3 separate regions of the Mus musculus genome follow, and all the other regions are linked to region 1. The links are chromatin contacts, called in public promoter capture Hi-C maps. All regions are on one chromosome and are shown on one strand. Each heading gives the region's core, a stretch centred on a gene start, on an enhancer-like site or on the middle of the called end of the contact. The rest is flanking DNA. Distances are from core to core; before and after follow the strand shown. Region 1 holds the start of Bmp8b (bone morphogenetic protein 8b). Region 2 overlaps Nfyc (nuclear transcription factor-Y gamma). Region 3 overlaps Smap2 (small ArfGAP 2).

Region 1 (4,587 bases), core at 1,459-3,958:
TATAAAAATACAGCTGTATTATTTAATATCATGGACTTCAGTAAATACGTGATGGCAGTTATATGATGAAAAGGAACCATAAAGCCAGTGTAAATTTAATTTTTTTCAAAACCTATTTTTTTCTTCTTTTTTTTTTTTTGTTTTCGAGACAGGGTTTCTCTGTATAGCCCTGGCTGTCCTGGAACTCACTTTGTAGACCAGGCTGGCCTCGAACTCAGAGATCCGCCTGTCTCTGCCTCCCAAGTGCTGGGATTAAAGGCGTGTGCCACTACGCCTGGCTCAAAACCTACTTTTAATGATGGTTCTTAAATACTTTAACCTCCCTTCTACATCCCCCCCCCCCCCAGAGGTAGTGGTAAAGAAAGGATACGGGGGAAGTGGACCTGTTTAGAAATGGTTCTTTGGAGCAATTCCTGTCTGCATTGTCAGGAAATGAGTGGTTCAGTTCACAGGTCAGCAGCAGCAGTTTGATCCACTTGCAAACACTTCATGGACATACCGGCAGTCCAGTTCAGTAGTGTCGGGATAGCAGCAGTGGTGGCTCGACTTAGCAGGAATAGCCAGGCCTCAGGTAAACTGGCACGAGTCAGCAGGAGGAACCAGGATCACCAGGAATGCCAGGAAAAGTTTTCAGCTGTGCCTCTTAACCAGGTGAAGATCAGCAAAGACCAGAGACCAAGAAGCATTTAGCTACACAAGCAAGCCATGCCTCTGTCACTGTCCGTTGAGTCCTATTTATATGCCCTCAGAATATCAGGTGTTCTCCACGAGTCTTGAGTCTTAGCAAATTTCCCCATGCGTCTGTCTCAGCTGACATCACTCTGCCAATCAGCCTGAGTCCGCAGAAGTGGCAAGAAGCTGCACACACCACCAGAAGTTTCTGGTGCTTTTCTCTCTATGGAGTCCTGACAAATGGAGCTCAGCTACGCAGTGTAAGGTGGACCAATACACTTGTGTTGTTAGCAAGAGATCCTTTGTCATGTGTCTTTTCACATGCTTGCTTTAGCAGAACATCCTTTCTCCTGTGTCTGCTTCAGCTAAACATCCCTTTTCACCTGTGTCCACTTCAGGAAAAACACTCCTTCATGTGTTTAACCCAGCGAAAACACCATCCAACACTTTCCAGAGAACCCTTAAGGTTCCACTGCAAGCCAGTTTTAAATATTTGAGAAGTACAATGGCAAAGCATCATTGAGTACAGCAAATGGGGTCATGTTTTGTGTGGTAACTAATGTACAAGGCTGAGAGTTTAGCTCAGTGTTTGGGCATTCATTTAGCCTGTAGAAGGCTCTGGTTGCAATCCCCAGTACTGCAACGCAACACACACACACACACACACACACACACACACACACACACGAGAGAGAGAGAGAGAGAGAGAGAGAGAGAGAGAGAGAGAGAGAGAGCTCTACCCGCCTCCAGCATCAGCACCTAAGTCCATCCTCATTTCAACCTATCCTTGCCTTCAGTATCTTTGTTCTGTCTCACCTAGCCATTTTCAATGGTTAGTTGGCATATCCATTGTCTTTATGGGACTTTGAAATAGTATGGAAATTGACCTGTTGATTCGGTTATAAGACTAGTGTGTGCTTGAGGCACAACTGAAAGATTGCATTAAGGATTTAATTGACATTTAAATCTTTGAGGGGCTGGAGAGATGGCTCAGTGGTTAAGAGCACTGACTGCTCTTTCAGAGGTCCTGAGTTCAATTCCCAACAACCACACGATGGCTCACAACCATCCGTAATGGATTCTGATGCCCTCTTCTGGTGTGTCTGAAGACAGCGACAGTGTAGTCACAAACATCAAATAAATAAATAAATCTTTTTTTTTTTTTTAAACCGTTTAGGGGATCACATCAAGATGATTTTGGTGGTGTGATTTATTTGGAATATTATTTTGAATCCACGCTAAAGAATTCATAGTTGGTCAAAACCCTTATGTAGCGCACTGTCTGTTAAGCCCTTTAACGCATATCCCTCTTGGTAGCCTCTCCAGCAGCCAACCACCCAGTGCCTGAAGCTTTCTAGTTCCATTGTTGTGCGGCCTGAGGGAAGGTGTTTAAGCTCTGTGTGCCTGGGTTTCCCTCCCGGATACTCCAGAGTCAATCTGAGGTTGGATTAGCCAGCAGTGTGGTCTGTCTGGGCCTGGCAGAGAATAGCTTGGCGCACAGAACCAGCGCTCATCGGTGAAGGAGGCGTCTTCCCCGGACAGCGGGGAAGGCACCTAGCAGACAGGAGCGGCGGAGTCCGGGCCCTGGCAGCTTCTGGCGACAGAATGTGCCCCACCCTCGAGGCATGGTTGGCATCCGCCCCGCCCCGACGGCCAGTCCAATGGGCGCTTCCGGAGACATGTGGGGCCCACCCCAGCTCCCGGACTTGGGCGCTCTCCCAACTCTAAGCAATTCGCTCCAAGGTGCAGGTGTCTGCTTCAGAGACACCGACGTCTCCGCGCGGAGCCCGGAGTGTGCCCAGGCAGATGGATGGGGGCCCAGGACACCCATGATGGCTTCTCCCCGACCGGTGATACCTACCTCCGGGTCCCACTCGCTCCCTCCACCCCCACCTTTAGTAGTAGCGGTACAGACACCCTGTAGACGTGTGTCCGCGCTCGGGCCCGCCCCAGAGCCCCCATTGGTTGAGTTCACTAAGGGGAGGAGCCGAGGAAGCGCTCCGGGTTCTAGTCCCCGAAAGTCGGTCCTGCTCCGGACACTCGCTATTCCCTACCGCGCGGGCCCACGTTGCTCTGCGGGACCTACAGGCTGGGCTGCTGCCTGCGGAGCGCGTGGAGCGCAGTCGTCTTAGAGCTGCCCGCGACAGGTGCGAACTCGGGATCCGCGGCGCTGTCCCATCCTTGTCGTCGAGGCGTCGCTGGATGCGAGTCCGCTAAACGTCCGAGATGGCTGCGCGTCCGGGACTCCTATGGCTACTGGGCCTGGCTCTGTGCGTGTTGGGCGGCGGTCACCTCTCGCATCCCCCGCACGTCTTTCCCCAGCGTCGACTAGGAGTACGCGAGCCCCGCGACATGCAGCGCGAGATTCGGGAGGTGCTGGGGCTGCCGGGGCGGCCCCGATCCCGAGCACCGGTCGGGGCTGCCCAGCAGCCAGCGTCTGCGCCCCTCTTTATGTTGGACCTGTACCGTGCCATGACGGATGACAGTGGCGGTGGGACCCCGCAGCCTCACTTGGACCGTGCTGACCTGATTATGAGCTTTGTCAACATAGGTGAGTGTGCAGAGGGACCCAGGGTGTCCGCAGTCTCCACGTGGAGAGCGCATGGCTTCCTGTCTTGGAGGGACTATTCTAGCCATCTGACTGGGGATAGGCCTCTAGGAGCGTGAGGACCCTGCTTAGGGAATCGCTATGTGGCAGACTCATCACCCGGGAAGCAAGGACTACAGGGGTCAGGACTGGAAGGTCTGAGTGCTAGCGCAGGTTCCCCAGGCCTTGTCTCACCATGATGCCTAGGAGTAGTTATCTGGTGATGCCCAGGTCCCCTAGGTGGCACCGGAAGTCAGTCCTGGGGAGACTGATGAGTAAATGATGCTGTCACTGTGATAAAAGCAGCCCTGAAGAGAGGGACAAAGTTCAGTGTGGAAACCTGTGGTCATATCAAAGTGACCAGAGCTGACCCTCACGCCCGGATGGCGGGCTCTTTCTGTGTAGTAGGAACTGGTGGGTGGGGTGCAGTGTCAGGAGGTGGAGTGGACAGACTCAGACATGACTGTAGTCCTGTGGGCCTGGGCCCTAGCAGCTGGACCTTGGCCTGGCACGGAGAGTGTTCAGGCCAGTGAGTGACCCAAGGGGCAGCTGTGAGTCCATTCTCCCGAAGCGTGGCTCCTCCTTTCTCCAGGGACCTGTAGACATCAGGACCACTTTCTCCTACGAGTCTTAAAGGTCTTTTCCCCAAAACTTTTATCTGTAGCCATAAGCATTTACTGTTGGTTCAGTCCCTACCTGCTTTGCTCCTGTCTGTAACAGACAGCCTGGGGCTAGGACTGGGTACCAGGACTTGAGCTGAGAGCAGGGCAAGCAAGGAAGGGCCTTGGCATGGCCACCAGCCTCTGTACCCGAGGAGCTGCTCGCCCTCCCAGCAGGCACAGTCTCTTATTTCCCAGGCAAGGTGAGGAAAGCAGTGGCCGCCTGGAAACTACCTGATAAGGCCCGGGCTGCGTGGGTCTGCATCCAGTGCTCAGTTTTGTGACATTCCCTCCAGGGGAAGGAGAACTTTCCAGACTGTAAGCAGAGTGTGGGGGTGGGTAGCGGCAGGCCACCTTAAGGTAGGAAAAGGACAACCAAACCTCTGCTCTCTGCTCTACTGGTGGCTAAGGTGAGGTGGGGGTGGGAGTGGGGGAGGGGTCTGGGGGAGGGGGTGGGGGTGGAGCACAGTGAAGGACAAGAAGGTTCTCTGGCAGCACTGAGAGCCCATGGCTAAGAGGGGCTGCAGCCAGTGGGATCTCGATACAACCAACATTTCTGCTTAAAGACCAGGCTTGCGTCCTTAGGACACACTACATGTGGGACTTGAAACTGGCTCTCCATCCTCAGGACAGGCTGACCTATAGTGCAGGAATAGAAAAACTGAGCAT
Region 2 (4,587 bases), core at 614-3,113, 2.3 Mb before region 1:
AGCCTCACAGAGCTCCTGCCTCGGCCTTCCGACTCCTGGGGTTACAGGTACACAAAGCCACACCTAGCTTTGTACGTGAGTGCTGGGAATCCATACTCATATCCTCATGCTTGTACAATCAAACTAAAAAAACCCATGACTGACCGAGTCATTTCTACAGTCTTACCCTTTATACTTCTGAAGTAATTTCACATTCACTTATTTTGTCCTCACTACAAACATAAGAAACTGAGCACAGGTACAAATACTCCCACCTGACAGATTAATCCAGGTAGACTGAGAGACTTGGCCAGGGCCTAACATGTAGGTGCTGGGATTTGAACACAGGTCCTCTGGAAGAATAAGTCGATGTCAGAGCTAGAATTTGAACCCATGTCCTGTACTCTTGTGTATGAAACTGGACTTGAACTTGCTATACCATCCTTGAATTTATGATCCGTCTTGCATCCACCTTCTATATCACCAGACCCAGTTTATGAGTTGCTGGGAATCAAACCCAAAGCTCAATATATGCCAGGCAAACACCCCAACTAAGTTGTATCTCCAGGCCTCACCACCATATTTTCACTTTAAAAAAAATGTGTATTGGTGTTTTGCTTACATGTATATCTATGTACTACTTGCTTGTTTGGTACCCTTGGAGGACAGAAAGGGATATTAGACCTCCTTTAACTAGATTATAGACAGTTGTGAGCTATAACATGTAGGTGCTGGGATTTGAACACAGGTCCTCTGGAAGAATAGTCAGTGTCCCTAATTGCTAAAGCATCTCTCCAGACCCTTATCTTCTGAGATAGCATTTCTCACTGACCTGGAGTCCAGAATTTATGTAAACAGGCTGCAATTCACCTGTCTCCACCTTTCCAGCAGTGGGATTAAAGATAGGCAAATGTCACCATACCCAGCTTCCTAGGCTGGCCTCAAACTTGCAGCCATTCTCCTGCCTAGATAGTCCTGTGCTTCTTCATTCAAGTTCTCTTTATTAAGATTGGTTATTCAAGCTGGGCATGGTGGTGCATGACTTTAATTCCAACACTCAGGAGATATGTGGATTTGTGAGTTCAAGGTCAGCCCGGTTTAAGTAGCCTAGGCAAGCCAAGGCTACACAGTGAGACCCTGTCTCAAAACAACAACAACAACAAAGAAAGATATCTCAGTGTTTTGAAGGTTTGCTGCTCTGGCAGAGGAACTAGGGCTTAGGTCTCAGCATCCCCATCAGGAGGCTCACTTCCTGAACTCCAGCTCCAAGGGATTTGTTATCCTCTCCTGGCCACTGTGAGTACATGCACACACATACAGAGAAAGAAAAATAAATCTATTTCTTTAATTGGTAAACAAAATTAAAGAATTTTTGGATTTTTCTCATGCTGGAACACATATCTTTTTTTGTTGTTGCTTCTAATAATTTTGAGATCTCTAATGCAAAGCTAACAGATTGTTATATTCTTTTCAAGGTGGAAACTGATTAAAGTTTCCAAGTTTGGTAAGCTGCAGAATCCTTCGAGGACTAAGATTAGACCAATGGGTTACCAGCCAGTAGTGGAAACTGAAAGACCTTGTAGACCCAACTCACTTTCTGGGGCTTGGTAAACTATAATACCCAACAGCCTTAGTCAGTCCTCCACTATAGATGTTTCAATAGCTGCACAGATACTAGGGGTGAAGCAAGAATTATAAATCACAGCTAGGACATCTAAAGCAGACTGTTCAGTCATTTCTCATTTTAAAAATACTGATCTCCGTGGTTTAAGTGAAGAACCCAATTCATACTACATATTGTGGCCCTGTATGGCTGAAAAGTACTGCAGAAATGCTAACCCTGATCTAACCAAGTTATCTATTTTGGGAAGCATCTATTTGTATGACTGTAGTGAACTTTGGAGTCACAGAAGGCAATTCCCCAAATATGTATTACTGTCCAAAGTATCTACCTGTAATTTGTTCTGAAAAGTGACTAAAGCCACCTTTTTCAATAAAAGCTTTCAAAGTAATTCAATCTTACTATGCATTTGTTCCTTAAGATTGAGAACTCTTTAAAAAAAAAAAAAAAGACTGAGAACTCTTTAAGAAATTTTCTTGTGTCCCTTTGGCTGAATTTTCTTGTTGTTGTTTTTTCCAGCCAAGATGTCTCTGTGTAGCCCTGGCTAGCCTTGAGTTCAGAGACCTTCAGTCCTGAGGATTAGGGATTAAAGGCATGTGCAAACAACCACTTGGCTTTTGCCCCCACCCTGCAACCTTTTTTTAGACTGGGAGGACAGGGTATGTGGGGGTGGGGTGGGGATCCTCACTCTATAAAAAAAGATGATCCTGAATTTTTGGTAATCCCCCTGCCTAGACTTCCCAAGTAGTAGCATATGAGCATGAGCCATCCCTAATCCCCCTTCACCCCCCCAAAAATCAAGCTTCTGTCTTTCGGCAGGAGAGTTTTCACCAGAAAGGTGAAGCAGAGTGGACAGTTTTCCTATATAATAAGGAAGGGCAGTGTAGAACGCACTGGGCTCATTTCATCAGGCTGTGCCCCTGCTTCCTCACCCTCAAAATGGAGATCATTTTCTGTCCTACCTACATTAGTAAGTACCAAATAAGAATACTAAATCACTGATTCATATAAATACTGCACACTGTTATAAGCTTAGCCATTGTTGAGAGTAGCTGAATAGGAATCTGGCCAGTTAATTACCAAGAAAAAAAATTCACAAGAATTCAGGATAAAAATAACCAAGTAAGACAGCTTGAAATTTACCATTATTTCTCTAGTGACAAGTTCATGTCTTTCTTTTCTATTGAAGATAATTACAACATATTTAACTTAGAACCTATATACAGGTAGTTTATAGTGAAAATTCTGCTAGATCATATAGATCAGTGGTTCTCAACTAAGACTCTTTTGGGATGTAAATTATCTGCTAAACAAGCACTGCCAAATTCCTACACATGTACTTTTCGTTGGCTTCACACTTCAGACTTGTCAAAATTATTATCAGTAACACTATATCCAATGCAAGCCAGGAATCTAATCTTTGCACTGGATGGAGATATACATTTCTGTACACACACATTTCAAGGAACTACCCAGTAAGATCAGAGGGAGTGCCTCCATATCTTTAGGTTCTTGCATATATATGAGCTTAAAATGATGCTCTCATGTATCATGCACACACGGGACTCAAAACATCCTGAGGAAGATGAGGGCTAAATAACATGTCTACCTTGTTATGGATGCCTAGTTATAGGCAGTCTCTAACATGGTTGTTTTATTTGTTTGTTTGGGTTTTGTTTGTTTGAAACAAGATCTCACTAGTCCTGGCTGGCCTCAAATTCTCTATTTAGACCAGGTTGGCCTCAAATTCAGAGATTCTCCTGCTTCTGGCTCCTGAGCGGTAAGATTAAAGGCATGTACCACCATACCCAACGGGTCCAACACTTTTGTATGCTTCTATCTCTGAGATGAAGCTTGATAAATTCTAACCATTCTCTCTCTCCCTTGATTCTCTCTTATCTGTCACCGAGATCAGCTATAATTACTGAGTTTAAACCCCAATTATTATTGGCTAGGGATATAGCTTAATGGTGATACACTTGCCCACTAGGCATAAGGCCACACACAGAGTTAATTCCTAGCAGTGTCACAGAAAATGGAGGGAGAAGACAATGAGAATATCCAAATATTCTCAATATTACCAATTCTGACATTTCCCCAACGTCCAGTCCTAAATATACAATCTACCTACTGGACATTTCTAATTAGAAATTCCCCATGTCCAAATTCAAATTTATCTTTTCTTCAAACCTGCTCCATTCCCTCTCAGTTCCTATGTGTTAGTCATTCAGACTGTCCCTCATGTTCCACTAACTGCTAAGTCATGACAGTGTTCAACAGTGGTGTCCTCACCTGACCTCTCATCATGCTGCCACCATTTTATTCAGACTTCCATAACTCCCATACAATAATAAGAATAATAATTACAATGACAATAGCTAATACCCATTTAGCCATCACTGTGAGCCAAGGATAAATCTAAGCCACTTATGTTACCAACTACTCTAAACTTCTTCACAAGCCTCTAGCAGGCATGATCAACCATTTGACATCGTGTCAAGTGACATTGTCATCTACAAAGTTTGTTCAAGAAAAGATCAAGTTAAAATAAAAATCACAAAATTTCTAGCTCCATCTTCATTTTACATAGGATGTGCAGTAAATTTAGTGAAAACATATTTCTGATAAAGCTGCATCCATCTACTACCCTTCATCTTCTACAGTCACTAATGTCAAACAGAAATCATTCTCAATGTCAAGGCCTTTTCAACAGCTGATTCCAACTTCCCTAGACATTTCTGTTACTACTCCTGCCTGTCATTTACTCATCTCTTTATACTCTGAGCAGAGTGACCTATTTACTGTTCTCCTCAGTGCAAAAGTTGCACAGTGAATCATGACCTTGTTCTTAATGCCTCAGTCTTGTTCCTACCTCCTGAAGTCTGATCGAGCCAGTTTTATTGTTTACCCTCCTAAACTGAGGTCTCCTCTCTTGATTTTTTTTTTAAGCTTAGGCTATAGCTTTGACTGCTCTATATAGCTGAAAA
Region 3 (4,587 bases), core at 890-3,389, 2.1 Mb before region 1:
GCCCTATATTGTGTTAAATGTGCCACAGGAATTACTTTGTCTTAAGACTACAATTGGTTCTGTTTTATACTGAGACCTCTAGGGATCATAATTTGTTGGAATCCCAGTTAACAAGGATACGGGTACCAGTGGCCTTGCTGTGAGTGGCTACTGTACTATCCTTCCATTTACACCGTATACTCAGCCTCGTGCTCTAATGAAAGGACAGTGAAGGTGGACGATGGGGAAGGGAGGAAGCATGGTACTCTGTGAGAGCAGCAAGGGAGCACAGTACCCTCTGGGAGAGCAGGAGGGGAGTCAACTGGAGGAAGGAATGCACTGCAGACCTTGTCCTTGGCATTTACCCTCCCCACCCAGCCAAGCAGAGCACCATCCCTGCTTCCTGATGGAGAAGTCCACCTCTTCCTAGGGTTCACTGCTTAGGGAGGGCTGGGCAACCCTTAATCAAAGGGAGCTACTGTGACCTTGTTAGTGAGGAGTTTAAACTATTTGCTCTGGGTACAGGGAAAGCACAAAGTGCTCTCAGATCAGTCTTGGAGTCTACTATTGTCTCTGCCAAGGAAGGGTGTATGCTTGGTAACTGTGTTCTTTCTCTGGGTCTCAGCTTTTCCATCTATAGGGAAAGCACTCCAGATCCTAATGTTCTATGACCCTTACAGTGCAGAGCTCCAGGCCCCTCAGCTCATGGCTCCCACTGTCACTGAAGAAAGGTCTTTCTGTGTTCTGGACTGGCCTGCCCTTGGTACTAAAAACAGAATTCTTTAAGATGCAAAGGTGAAGGCAGCAGCTGCTCTTGGAAAGCAGAAATCCTGTGTATGTCTCACTGTCTTCCAAGAGTAACACAGTGACAGCCGAGCAAAAAGGGTCTTTCCCTGCAATATTTATTAAGGAATTTACACATACACAGGAGAAAGGCAACCAGGCGCTGTGGTTCCCACACATGAGATCTTTGAAGCAAAGTTTTCTTGTTTGAATTTTCAAGTGGGGTGAACAATGGCTGAGAGAGAAAGCTGTCCAGGCTCTCTGCCTCTTACACCTGGAAAAGGTGGGCAAACAGCACTCAGACACGAGGGCACAGAGAGACTGGCAGATGGGAGAGGGAAAAGAGCAGGGACTACCGATGAGATGGCATGTTTTAAACTGTAAGATGACCTGGCAACAGTTTTAGGCTGTTGATAAATTAACTCCTCTCTGTTGTAAACCTAGAACTATAAAAAACAAAAATACACCCAGAGCAGATGGGGAGGCGGCAGGTGGGATCCACACATCCACACGCATACAAGCAGTGCACACGTTGAGCTCCACATTTCCTCGTAGGGGTTGGTCTTCTAGTCACAGGCCAGATCCGGCTCAAAGTAGGCAGAAGGTGCGCAAGGGGTATGTTTGTGTGGGGGACGACCTTCATGGAGTCTTTGGTGCTAATGAAGGCTGACTGAAGCAGTGAGTCTTGAAGCCCCAGATCCTGAAAGCACTCAGAGTGAAGTGGAATAATATTTTTGCTCATCTTCATAGGAAGGGCTTGCCTCACTCTAGGGCCAGGGCCAAACTGACCCAAGACACAAGGATTATCTGACTGCTGAACTTCTTTCATTCCTGAAAAGCTGGGAACTTGATGGCTCGCTCCCTCTTCAAGCAAAACTCTCAGCACTTAGAAACAGCTTATAGCCAATAAAGACCCTTTCTACTTTCCCCTCTGCCAAGCACTTGTCCTTTATAGACCTTTCTGTGGGTCTGCGAGGAAGCTCAGCCTCAAGGGAGGTACTGATCAGTGTATACACTCTCCCGCAGCTCATGTGCCCTCTTCTGCCAATAGTTTCTAAGGTGCTGGTGCTGGGAGAGGGTGGGGTGGGGTGGGAGGAAATCTGGACAGTCAGGGACATGACCAACATAAAGCAACAGAGAGGTCCATGACTCTGGGAAGGGAGACTGGGTTAGGCAGAATGCCAAACAACATATGACTTATGATCAGTTTCTAAACCGAACAGAGAGAGGTAGGAAAAAGGAAAGGGGAAGGCTGGGGGAAAAAGAGGAGGGAGGAAAGCAAGGGTCAAAAAGAGTGGCAGCCATACAGGTGCTTTGCTTTTATTTCCACATCTGAGGACTGAGAGTCTGATTGGCTGCCTGGCCATTTCCACCGCCCATTGACTGTCCATAGTTCATCATGCCGTTGGCTCCGTAGAAGTTCATCCCAGCCATTTGCTGGGTCATCTGAAAAGGACAGAGATTTTTCAGATCAGGCCATGGGCACTGCACAGAGCAGGGGAAGGGTCCTTCTGTTGTGGGAGGTAAGAAGGACTCCTGAGTCTGGTCAGCAGAAATGCCTCCAGTGAACGTCTCTTCTTTTCCAGGACTCTCCTCATATCCTCACTGAAGGGACTATTGTCAGCTGGCCACAGCTTGCCCTGCAGAGTCCAGAGACAGACTCCTGCTAGTGCTCCACCTCATCACCAGCAGAGGGCATCACTGCCAGTGTCAGTGCTTAGGCATGCTTGCTTGGGAATGTGGGGTGATGGGGCTTCCTACTGAATAAACAAAGGAAGAATGGGAAACAACCTGCAAGTCTTCCATCTCCAACCAGGAGAGTGCAGATGGGTGGGACAGAGTCTCCTTTTTGCTGTTTGGTTAAGACAGGGTCTCACTGTGTATTACTGACTAGCCAGGAACTCACCTTGTATATCAGGCTGGGCTCAGACTTGCAGTGATTATCTAGCCTCTGCCACATAAGTGGCACTAGGAGTGGCACATGAGTCCACTAGGATTAGGGACTTGTGCTACTATGCTGGCCAGTAGGGACTTCCTTGTAATTAGATTGAAACACAAACTGACAATCTGTTAGATAAATAATTATAAGTCCCCTGAGTCCAGTATGTTTGCTGTATAAATAAACTCTTCTTTTTCCATAAACTTTTCAAAAAATTTTCAGTTTTCCTTAAAATTGAAAATTAGGTAAAAACTGGAAAAATAATATAACAAAAATCCACGTTTCATCTTTAAATTTACTAGCTGTTAAAAATTTTCCGTGTGTGTGTGTGTGTGTGTGAATCATCCATACATGTATATGTATACAAAACCTTTAAAATAATTTTGAGGGAAACCACAAGCTGCAGGCATCGTACCATTCACCTCTTGGAGGTCAGGAGGCACCTCATGAGGATGAACGCGCTCCCAGAATCACTCTGTAGCACACCCAAGGAATGTCACGGTGCCACAACAGTCCACACGTCACTGTTTCAGCCCTTTCCTCTGATCTAAAGCCTATTGTCAGCCTGGGTGTTGACTCCTTGTTTAATGTATGGCTGATAGACTTGTGTAGGGAGACATGTACAGAGGTGGCCTCAGTTCATGGAATTTTCTTGTTCTTTAAGTCATAAAAGCTTCCTGATATTTGAAAGTTGACTGCTGGGCTGGACAGATGGCTCAACGGTTAAGAGCCCTGACTCCTCTTCCAGAGATCCTGAGTTCAAATCCCTGCAATCACATGGTGGCTCACAACCATCTGTAATGGGATCCGATGCCCTCTTCTGGTATGTCTGAAGACGGCTACAGTGTACTCATATACGTAAAATAAGTAAAATCTTAGACACAGAGAGAGAGAGAGAGAGAGAGAGAGAGAGAGAGAGAGAGAAACAAACAGACAAACAAACAAACAAACAAACAAACAAACAAAGTTGACTGCTGTGCATCAGTTTCTCCAAATATATAAGATGGATCTTCCTGTTGGGCGGGGATAGAGCATGTCTTGAATCCCACCACTGGGGAGGCAGAGGCAGAGGCAGACAGATCTCTGTGACTTTGAGGCCAGCCTGGACAGCTAGGGCTACACAGAGAAACCCTGTCTTGAAAAAGAAAAAAAAAAAAAAAAGAAAAGAAAGCAGTAAGACTTTCCTCCTCCTACCTCCTGCTGGCCTCCCGCTACACAATGCCTTCCCAAGTAACCAACCTAGACACCTGTGTGTCTCTTGTTAACTGCAAAGCCCAGTTAATGAGAGGTTTACTCTCCATGCCTTCAGTCTGCCCCACGTAGGCCTACACCAGGATGGGACTTTCTCTTCCTGGCTCAGTCACCTCTAGGCCTTTACTCCCTCTCTTCTTTTTGCACAGTTTCCTTTGAGGTGCTGGCTCAGTGAGATAGGATGCTCTTGTGCCAAGTATCACGTCACTGAAGCCCGCAACAGTGGTTTTATTTGTACTCCTTGCTTGTCTGTAGAGGTTTGATTTCGTTTTGGAGAAGTTGTGGAGAGACTCAGACTTAGTTCCTACAGAAACTCAGGAATCTCTAACTTCTGCCAGGCCTTCCAGGGAAATAAAAACAAGGTATATCTTTGGCATTAGCTTGTCTATATAAGGAAGATTTGGGGGATCCAGGAGTGGCACCAGGTCAGACACTGAGGAAGGCTCTGAAGTCTTGTCCCAGGCACAGTGAGGCTGCTTACCTGAGTAAGGTTCCATTGCAGTTGCTGAGCTGGCTGAACTCCATACACAGTCTGCGGCATAGCTGCCATGCTTGCCATGTAGCCGGCCTGCTGAGTGGTCATCATCCCGTTCGGCACACCCATCATGGACGCCTGCATGCCCCCCATATAGCCT

What was found. Promoter capture Hi-C pulls out the DNA fragments that hold promoters and counts their contacts.
Region 2: a promoter capture Hi-C map of liver shows a contact between it and region 1, with 2.9 times the contacts expected there. The contact joins the enhancer-like site here to the promoter of Bmp8b in region 1. A contact is called at or near these places in 5 of 39 promoter capture datasets (frontonasal cranial neural crest, hippocampal neurons, liver and 1 more).
Region 3: a contact with region 1 is called in a promoter capture Hi-C map of liver, with 5 times the contacts expected there. The contact joins the enhancer-like site here to the promoter of Bmp8b in region 1. A contact is called at or near these places in 2 of 39 promoter capture datasets (hippocampal neurons and liver), 1 of 115 datasets of contacts at active chromatin or transcription factors (large pre-B cells) and 1 of 9 other capture datasets (embryonic stem cells).

Annotation. Positions count from the first base shown.
Region 1 is chr4:123,102,453-123,107,039 of GRCm38.p6, forward strand. Bmp8b (bone morphogenetic protein 8b) reads left to right here and starts at 2,709. Exons shown (of 7, transcript NM_007559.5): 1 at 2,709-3,223. The coding sequence starts at 2,899.
Region 2 is chr4:120,803,803-120,808,389 of GRCm38.p6, forward strand. All of the region lies in intron 1 of Nfyc (nuclear transcription factor-Y gamma), which reads right to left. Among named protein-coding and RNA genes, the nearest start is that of Nfyc, 20 kb to the right of the region's middle. Within about 2 kb of position 1,864, at least 8 of the 459 cell types and tissues checked have an H3K27ac peak or open chromatin away from gene starts, as enhancers often do. A contact at or near this core is called in liver, where this site is marked.
Region 3 is chr4:120,967,457-120,972,043 of GRCm38.p6, forward strand. It overlaps Smap2 (small ArfGAP 2), which reads right to left. Exons shown (of 10, transcript NM_133716.3): 9 at 4,434-4,587; 10 at 861-2,208. The coding sequence ends at 2,083. Among named protein-coding and RNA genes, the nearest start is that of Mir7015, 3.6 kb to the right of the region's middle. Within about 2 kb of position 2,140, at least 12 of the 459 cell types and tissues checked have an H3K27ac peak or open chromatin away from gene starts, as enhancers often do. A contact at or near this core is called in liver, where this site is marked.